Linked DNA regions of Mus musculus: region 1 is linked to region 2. A link is a contact called in public promoter capture Hi-C data. All regions are on one chromosome and are shown on one strand. The core of a region is the stretch at or near the end of the contact, and the rest is flanking DNA. Distances in the headings are between cores, read along the strand shown. Region 1 holds the start of Ms4a19 (membrane-spanning 4-domains, subfamily A, member 19). Region 2 holds the start of Ms4a6b (membrane-spanning 4-domains, subfamily A, member 6B).

The links. Promoter capture Hi-C pulls out the DNA fragments that hold promoters and counts their contacts.
Region 1: a contact with region 2 is called in a promoter capture Hi-C map of embryonic stem cells. A contact is called at or near these places in 3 of 39 promoter capture datasets (embryonic stem cells and pre-B cells), 1 of 484 Hi-C or Micro-C datasets (embryonic stem cells) and 2 of 9 other capture datasets (adipose tissue and liver).

What each region holds. Positions count from the first base shown.
Region 1 is chr19:11,162,465-11,167,157 of GRCm38.p6, forward strand. It overlaps Ms4a19 (membrane-spanning 4-domains, subfamily A, member 19), which reads right to left and starts at 2,866. Exons shown (of 8, transcript NM_001370777.1): 1 at 2,808-2,866; 2 at 2,526-2,586; 3 at 936-1,027. The coding sequence starts at 989.
Region 2 is chr19:11,515,535-11,519,842 of GRCm38.p6, forward strand. Ms4a6b (membrane-spanning 4-domains, subfamily A, member 6B) reads left to right here and starts at 3,025. Exons shown (of 7, transcript NM_027209.3): 1 at 3,025-3,140.

The DNA.
Region 1 (4,693 bases), core at 1,616-4,115, 350 kb before region 2:
ATAGGAATTTTGTCAAACCCATATGCTAGTGTAGGGAGTGCTAACATCTTTACTATGTTGAGCTTTGCAATCTATAAACATGTCTTTTTATTGATGTAATCTAAGTTGAATTTTTCATTTGTATTTAGTCAGTTTCAAACCACAAGTTCTATATATGGTTTCTTTAATATATGTAATTTTTTTCCTTTAGGGATTGACATCTTCATGTTCATTATTATCTTATAAAAACACAATTTATCTTGAATCTTGTGACTTTGTTTAACTTACTTATTTTCTAAGCATCCTGTGCTTGTGTGTGTGTTGATTGTTAGGATTTTTCTCACTTAATTTTTTTTTTTGAGACAGGGTTTCTCTGTGTAGCCCTGGCTGTCCTGGAACTCACTCTGTAGATCAGGCTGGCCTCGAACTTAGAAATCTGCCTGCCTCTGCCTCCTGAGTGCTGGGATTAAAGGCGTGCGCCACCACTGCCCAGCTTCACTTAATTTTTAATCTCTTGTGTTTAACTCTTAATCTGGCTCTATCATTCAGCAGTGTGAGTAGATGATACAAAATCATACTCCCAAAGGGTGTGGTGGATGGGATTGCCAGGGCAAACAGCAGTGTGTCTGTGATAGAAGCCAACCATTGCTCATAGAGCTCTGGAGTCCGAAGATCCTTCTGGATGTACTGACAATTTGCTCACCTCTTTTAGGACATGTCATCATCTTAGGGTTAAAAACATTGATAGATGGTAAAAAAAAAAGACTATTTCTCCTCCATTTCTAGACTCTGTATATATTTTGATGCCATGTCGCCTTCGCAAGCCACTGTAATCGATTTACCTCCATTTGAGGAGTTGATAGTGGAAACAGAGGTGGTATATATCTTCTACCTCGTGTAATAAGGAGTGGGAACCCTCTCACTGAGGACTTACTTGAGCAGCATTTTGTTCTTACCCCCAAGACTCTCAGTTCCTTTTTTATCCACAAACGATTCTGTGGCATATTCATCAAGATATAATGGAGGGATGTGAGGATAAGTTCCTCTCCTGGGAAAAATGGGGAGAAAAACAACATAAATTAAATCAGTTAATAATTATTGTTATTCTCTTGGGTAAGATTCCTAAGCCTGAGGGGGACCCTACTCTACAGCTGTCATTCATTTTTTTTTTAAAGATACTTGGTTGCCCTCTGACAGGTTCTTTTGCACCAGAGACTAGTAGTATTCTGACAAAACTAATATTTACCTCTCAAAAAGTTTTGCTCACGGATCAGATTTAAGTTAGACTACGCTAAGTACTAAGTGATAACTGCTCCGATCACATCAATTCCTTGAGCACCTGCTCATATGCCCACATTGCTGCATCAGGAAATTTAGACCCTTGGTAGATTTGATCTACCCTGGTACCCACCCATCAGTGTTGTCTAAGTTTAAGTCTGTTTGGGGGTGGGGTGTGTGTGCCTGACTAGAAGGATCTGTGTCACATGCTTATGTTAGATGCAGAGGAGGCTGGAAAATAGAAATAGTATTCTAGAGTATAGGCAGGTTTCTTAAGTTAGTGAACAAGATAACCAGAGGGGATGTTCAGTAGGCAAGACAAGGATAACTCGTCATTTCTAGCATGGGCAGGGAGGGTGATGGTTCCTAGTTTGTATGAATCATAACTCCCCCCTCAGCCTCTATATTTAATGCTCATGAAAACTCTTCTTTATTCTAGCTGGTCTGAACAAAGGTGGATATCGAAACCATTTGGTGAGGCTGCAGAAGATGTAAAAGCAAGAAGCCAGGACATTATTAGATTCTATCTGTTCTAATGTACAGAACCGTAGAGCATGAAACTTTGCATGTGTGGGAAGAAGGGCACCCGGAGAAAATCAGAGACAGACGAAAAAACAGAACTTATCATCTTCTGACCACTTTCAACTTCTTAGTTCCATTTTCTTGGAAGCCTGGCTGCCTATACATCATGTAAACACTTATATATTATATTATATACATTAATTTTACTAAAACAAATAAGAGATAATTTATGTTTTTTCAGTCCAAGGTTAATACATTTGCTTTGAGTGGCTTTCTAGTTAGATTTGGCTTTGATAATCTCTACCTCCATTCCCAAGAAACAGCTCCCCAACCCCACCCAGCCTCTAAAGTCTCACTAATCTTTTCTGGTTCCCTTCAATCACTATATGTAGTTGTATGGGAATGTCAGGGCCAAGAAGCAGGAGTGGGTGGGTAGGGAAGCAGGGCGTGGGGGGAGGGTATAGGAAACTTTCGGGATAGCATTTGAAATGTATATAAAGAAAATATCTAATAAATAAAAAAAGAAAAAAATTCAAGGCATTGTCTTTAGATCTTTCAAAACAAACTTTTCCTTTTCCTCATATAAGTCACGGACTTTGAAGGTTTCAGTTGCCACGATAATGGCCCATTGATATTTGACAAGGAGAAAATACACTAAGGCACAGAGGAAAGCATTTTAGAAGATTCTTGAATTAAAAATTGCCCATTATGACAATTAAAAACTTACCCGTTATGCGATGACTTACAAAAAAATGTAATAAACTTCAAAGGCTCTTCTAAGTGACAAGAATCACCTGGAGGGTTGTACTGGGGAGAAAAAAGAAGCCAGGATACAATTGAAGCTCTCCAGGAAGCAGTGTCCAATGCCTGTCCTTAATGTGGTCTGTTCAAGGGTCATGGATCCATACTCTGTCACAACCCCAAGGTTAGAATAGGATAATCCTGAAAGGGTTGCTTTTAGGTCCAGATCTTTCTGCCCTGGCTTTCCTGCAGGCAGGCATCTGCCACCTTCATGTGCCCCTCATTACCTCTTGCGGATCCAGCGCAGCTGCGGTTGTGTCTCAGAGCAACCGTGGTGAAGGGTGCCACGTGAGGAGGGCCACGCAGAAGTTAGTTCCACTGGCCCTTGAAGGTTCCATCCAGCCTTCATGCCCGCGAGAGGTAGATGCGGTTAGGGTTTGGGGCCAGCAGGAGGAGCTCTAGTGCGGACATCCTTTACTGACCAGTGTTGGGCATACTCTAGCTATTAATCTGCAGTCCTTGAGCCCAGCTATGGCTGATTCCCTGCTCCATAGACTTCCCCACCAAGCAAATACTACCAACTGTTTTCCAGTAGAAGAAGCAAGTCTTTCTATTGTGAGTCTCCTCAAAAATCAAAGTTCTAAACTCTAGAAGGAAGGATGTTGTTGGAACCCTGGATCTGGTGGTGTTTGGGCAAGATGTATCTTCTGTTCCTCTCTCTGCAAAATCGAGGTCACACTTGCTCTGTGGACTTTCCATTTTCAGAAATTAGATTGCACAAGTCCGTCATCCACTCTGGGACAAGAAACTCTAAACATAGTGGGCAGTATGCCAAAAGAAGAGATGGAGGCTGGAGGTGGACTTGAGAAGGGACCCAGAGGAAGATGAGAGGAGTTGTGGGGGTGAAAGACAATTAAAATTCATTATATAAATGCATGGAACTGTCAAACAACCAATCAACAAATAAATTAACCCCGACAAAAGGCTACTGCTCTATGTAATCTAGTCCTAAATGGTAGGTATTAAAGAACCCAAATTTGACAGTCATGTCTATGAGGCTGAGAGTCATTTATGATATGACTAAACAGGTAAACACTAAACCCAGTAAAGTGTAAGGGTGCTATATCGGGCACCTGGAAGAAGTGAATAAATTAACAGAAGGTCATTTGGTCTAACTTACTCAGATTACATTGAGTCTCAAAAGCAATGGTGACTTGGTTAGCTGCTAACTAAAGGAGTGTTCCTCACAGGCAATTTGTTGAGGCTTCCAGTACCAGGTATTCCATGTATTATGTAATTTATTGAACATATAATTCTCTAGGAATTAGAATGCTCCAATATTTATATATCCTGTTGAGGATAAATATGAATGACATTGTTTATGTATTAGTAGTAAGGAATGGAAAAAATATAGAATATCCTTTACCTTAGAGTTTACCTTGTGGGAAAGGTGGGGTGAGAGATGATCCATTTTAGTATTAGGTGGTCAGACAATAAAAATCGAATGCAGCTTAGGTGGTAAGGAGCAGACAGAAAGGTAAGGATGCCCTTGCAGAGCCCTGAGCTCTAGGAAAAAATGGAAAACGATGCCTAAATCTCTCAAGGGTTATGCATTTGGTTGCTGGCTTTTTGCAATGTGAAGGTGAGTGCTATCACTGAAAAGAAGTGGCCTCAGAGGACAGATGGAAGTCAGACTCGACCTAGAGTAGAGTCAAAGGGAAAACACGAGGTAATTGTGTGGAGATAATATGTACTTACCTCTGGAGCTCTGGCTTTAAGAAAGGAAAGGTAGTTGTGTGCAGAGGGAGTCCTACGGGGGAGTTGTTTTAAGATGACACTTAACACTGTGAGCCAATGCTGGTGGCTGGCCGGGAAGGGATGAGAAGCCAAAGCCATCTAAGACATCAATGACACAGTGAGACGTGGACTGTGATCTCTAGAAGCAGCCTTCTGTCATGCACAGACCTGCAGGTAGCCTTAACTTTCTCACTGCACACTTGGCTTTCTTGGCCCGTCACCTGGCTTGCCTCTGGGGCCACTCTTTTGCTAACTTGCTCATTCTCTGCAAGCAGGAGCTCTTGGGTACAGGTTCTGTGAATTCTATGAAAGCTTCTAGTTTCACACAATGTAATGAGGAGCTAGACATAACTATAGCACTTTTGTCACATGGTTA
Region 2 (4,308 bases), core at 1,775-4,274:
CAGAAAAGCATATTACATCAGGCAGCAGGAGCCGATAGTAGAGAAAAGTTAAACAAGGAGAAAATAATTAACCACGTTGGCTTGGGAAAGAGAAGAGAAAATGGCAAGTCTAAATGAATGCAAACTGAGCAGGCATTTCCCAGAGGGTGTGGGCTGAGGACCAGAACATTTGCAAAAGTGTTGAGAGATTAAAATATAAGGTCCTAGATGACTAATCATAGTGTATTATTGTTAGTTAGTTTTCATCTTCAGGTTAAGGAGCAGGGCTCAGACTCTGGAGACCACCAAGAATGTAACAGCAGAATGGAAATAAGGTCAGACGGGGAAGAGCAACATTTTGCTCAGGCTGCAGATGTCCCGATTTCAAATAAAGCGCAAAAGCCCTAGGTTTGGGAGAAGAGGAGAGACTGATTGATCCTGAGGGTGGATGGCTGGGGAAGGTAAGGGGGAACTTGGCGAAACCAACACTCTTATGTCCACTGTGTAGGACTTTGTGATAGTCTTACAAGCACTGTCTCATGGACCCTATTAAATGTCTTTACACACACTTCAAATTGTACGAGCATGAAATGAAGATCAGACTGGTGAGGGGATGTCAGGTTGACAGATTCAACTAATTTATTAGCAAATTCTCCTGCAGACAAAAGTGGGTATGCTTGCCCTCAAGAGGCTACCCTTCACCATGGCCAAAGCTCAGAAGAGCAGCTGTACCTCACTAATTCACTAGGTTCTGGGACAGTGATGAGGGCACAGGGCACAATGTGAAGGGAACAGTGACAGTAGGCATCCTGGAAAAGGAGAAGAAACACTAGATTTGTTTTTTAAGTTATCCATTTTACATCCTGCTCAAAGCCCTCCTCCTTGGCACCCTCCCCTCCTACATCCCTTTCTCCATTTCCCCTCCCCTTCTCCTCTGAGTGTATCCTCCCACCCTGGCACTTTAAGTCCCTATGAAGCTTCCTTACCTACTGAGGCCACACAAGACAACCCACCTAGAAGAACTTATTCCAGGTACAGGCAACAGCTTTTGGCATAACCCCTTCTCCAGTTGTTTGGGACAGATTTCTTAGAGAAGACAGTCTCTTGGTCTTCTCCAGAATTGAAGTAGGGCTTTCTTTCTGTGATGTTCTGGCCTTGCTGAAAAAGGTGACTTCCAGATGATAGAATAATATGTCTTAGCTTATGTCTTCAGCCAACAGTTCACACGGGAACTGTAGAACTCACAACAGTAAAGAACAAAGGGGCCTTGTACACTCTGAGAAGCACTGGAGAGCCAGGATTATTAAACAGGTGGCTTATGTCTTCTTTGGAATGGGATGAATAGCAGTTCTTCAGGGAATGCCAGGAATGATGTGGGTTTACAACCTTTGCTCTTTGATGAAACAGGCTCTGCCCATATCTCCCAGAATTTGTTTTTACTTATCATTGCAGACTCTTACCTTAAACTGTGAGCACTGCTTTTAGACCATAAACCCCGCCCTCATGAGGGACGTTACCTGTACCTTACCACAGCCTTTACCACAGGAGGCTGATGTTATCTTAGGGCGAGGCAATGCTGAAACCCACAGGCATCACTTATCCCTCAGTCAAGCTCCCTAGAGCCTAAGTCTTGGGCACTATCTCTTAGTCAACAGTACCCGTTCTTGTGGAAAAAAAAAAAAAAGCCAGGTGTGCTTTGTAAAGGACCTCAATGTAACATTACATTGTTGTGAGCTTGGGCCTGAGTTCATTGCTATCTGAAAACCTTTTGTTCCAAAATTGTGCTGTGCTTCACTATGGCTAAAGTAAAACAATCTAGGCTAGACCAGCACCAGTTACAACAAAATGGGGCTGAGCTGAGTTTTATTCATCTCTTCCTAAATTGTTTTGTTGTTGCTGTTGTTGTTTTGTTTTTCCTGCCTGCTGTGAAACCTGCAGGGAATTACCACACCACAACCCTCTGATGTGACAGTGGCTCACACTGTCTCCCTAGGTTCTTTTTGGCTGACTCCAAGGAAAGAAGGAAGGAAGTTGTCAGCGTGTAGCTGTCCAGTTGCTGCAGCTGGCTCTAGTTCCCCTGTGAAGTTAATTATGTCAAAGTCAGCTTCTGAATTGTGCCTACCCAAGGGCCTGAAAGCCACAGGGACACATGTCTTCATGACTGTGTCTGGAGTGCAGGATTGTTGAAGTCATTCCTGGTGTGTTGAAACTTCTCTGCTTGCTCCTCTCCTGATCTATTACTTTTCTAGAAGTGTCCAGTAACTCCCTGGACACATCTCCTGTTAGAGAAGTCCAGTGGTCTAGAAGAAGGTTAGAAGAGATGAGGAAGGCTCTAAAGGGAGTATCAATTAACCAGCGAGTGCTGAAATCCTGTGTGCAGGGGTTTTTTTCCCCAGAGGCTGAAGAGTTACTGGGGGAAAAAGTATGAATAACAAAGTACCAAAAATACTGTAAAATGATCAATTGTTACAATTGATTATACATTACAGTGTGCTCAGTAATGTATTAGCCTATAATAAAGTAATATATCAAAATCCAAGGTCATGATTACTATTATCATACTTTACTCTGCATTGTGAAATGTTTTATTCATCAATACTACTATGACTTGCAATATCATTAGTAATCAAGAAAGTTCATTAAATAGTAGTTAGAAGGAAGACAGGTCTTTAAGAAAAACTTTCATCTTTTTTCCCTTTTTTGATTAGATATTTTCTTTATTTGTTTTTCAAATGTTATCCCCTTTCCTAGTTTCCCCTCCAAAAACTTTCTCTCATCTTAATAGGTTTTCCCAGCATGTTGCTGTTCTTTGTTTAACTCATAAACAACTAAAGTTCAAGAAAGTGAACTTGGGCATTGCATGCAGCTAGTGGGTGTTGCAACTCACTACCTCACCCCTCACTCTATCAAAACTGGTTCAATTAGTAATTTTTCTGAAGTTACTGGGACTTTCTGATATAGGAAGTACAGGCACAATAACAGTCCTCAACCTGTTAAGCACCACTTCCTGTGCAGTGAACACAGAAGAAGGAAGGGCTGGAGACAGTTACAAGTTCACAAGAAGGAACCAAGGATCAGCCTGAGAGAACCCAGAGTTAAGGCTCTTCGGGTTCCTGAGAGCTCGGCTGGAAGTGACTGGGTGACAAGGCACACAGGCTCAGGTAGGCAACCCTGAAGGGACTTCCCTCTGTGTAGCACTCTGTTTCTGGGACTGAGTTACAAGAACTTGCTGATGCTCATGAAAGCAATGGAGACACGGGGGCTCTTTAGAATTAAATGGGCAAAGGCACAGGGCATCTGGCTTACCTCTGTCCTGGCCATTTTAGCTGCATAATCTTGGTGATCACTGACATAAGGAGCAGAACTCTCAGGTCATTCACTGATTAGGCAGCCTAAGGGCTGAGAATAGCACAGAGAACAGAAGGGAGCCAAGATGAGCTCAGAAACCGATTCCCCAGGGAACATGGTCCTTCCACCTAACAAGGGCATGATTGTCAGTATCATGACAAAACTTGAAAAAAGCTTAGGACTCCAGGACTTCTCATATGGGTGCATTCAGCTGCTTCTTCACACTGAAGAGACTTAAACACAGGCTGCCCCTGGCAGGTGGGAAAATAAGGAGAGAACCAGAGTCAGAGACAGCTGTGCCGCCACACACAACTGTGTGTAGGCAACTGGTCAGTAATGAGAACTTTGCCTGTTTATTTAGCATTTATTTGATGTTGCTGTGCAAAGCATCATTACTTCCTCATATACATCAAAGTTTTGATTCTGAATTTGTTACTGATTGTGATTTTATTAATTAATGTAAAGGATTGTTTTCAAGAATAAAAACACTAGATTATGTCTACTAAAATATGATAAAATGTGAGGTGCTAATCCTAAAATTGGCACTATTAGACACACGAAACAGATGCATAGGGTTGCACGTTTTGAGTGGTACATAGCATGGATTGGAAAGCACTGAAGGCTGACTTTAGTACCTCATGGATAGCAAAGCAGCCGGACAGTGCAAGTCATTGAATAAAGACAATGCACTTGTTCTAGGTGAAATTGGGAAAGAGCCAGAGCTACATCTGACAAATTTTGTGTAAACATTTGGGCATAGAAACAGAAACCTGTGGGGATCCAGGATTTCCCTTCCTATGAGGTGTTTATTATCTAAAATCATTGTGGTGTGTTTAACATTTTGAAAAAAATAACTCCTAAATCTGAGATGTGATGGTTTTACATTTCTCTGTACCAGCAGTTTCTTCTGCCAAAGGACAGGTCAAGGATGCCCAAAGGTGCACAGTCTGGGAGGTGGGGGCAGAACTGGGAAGCATGGTT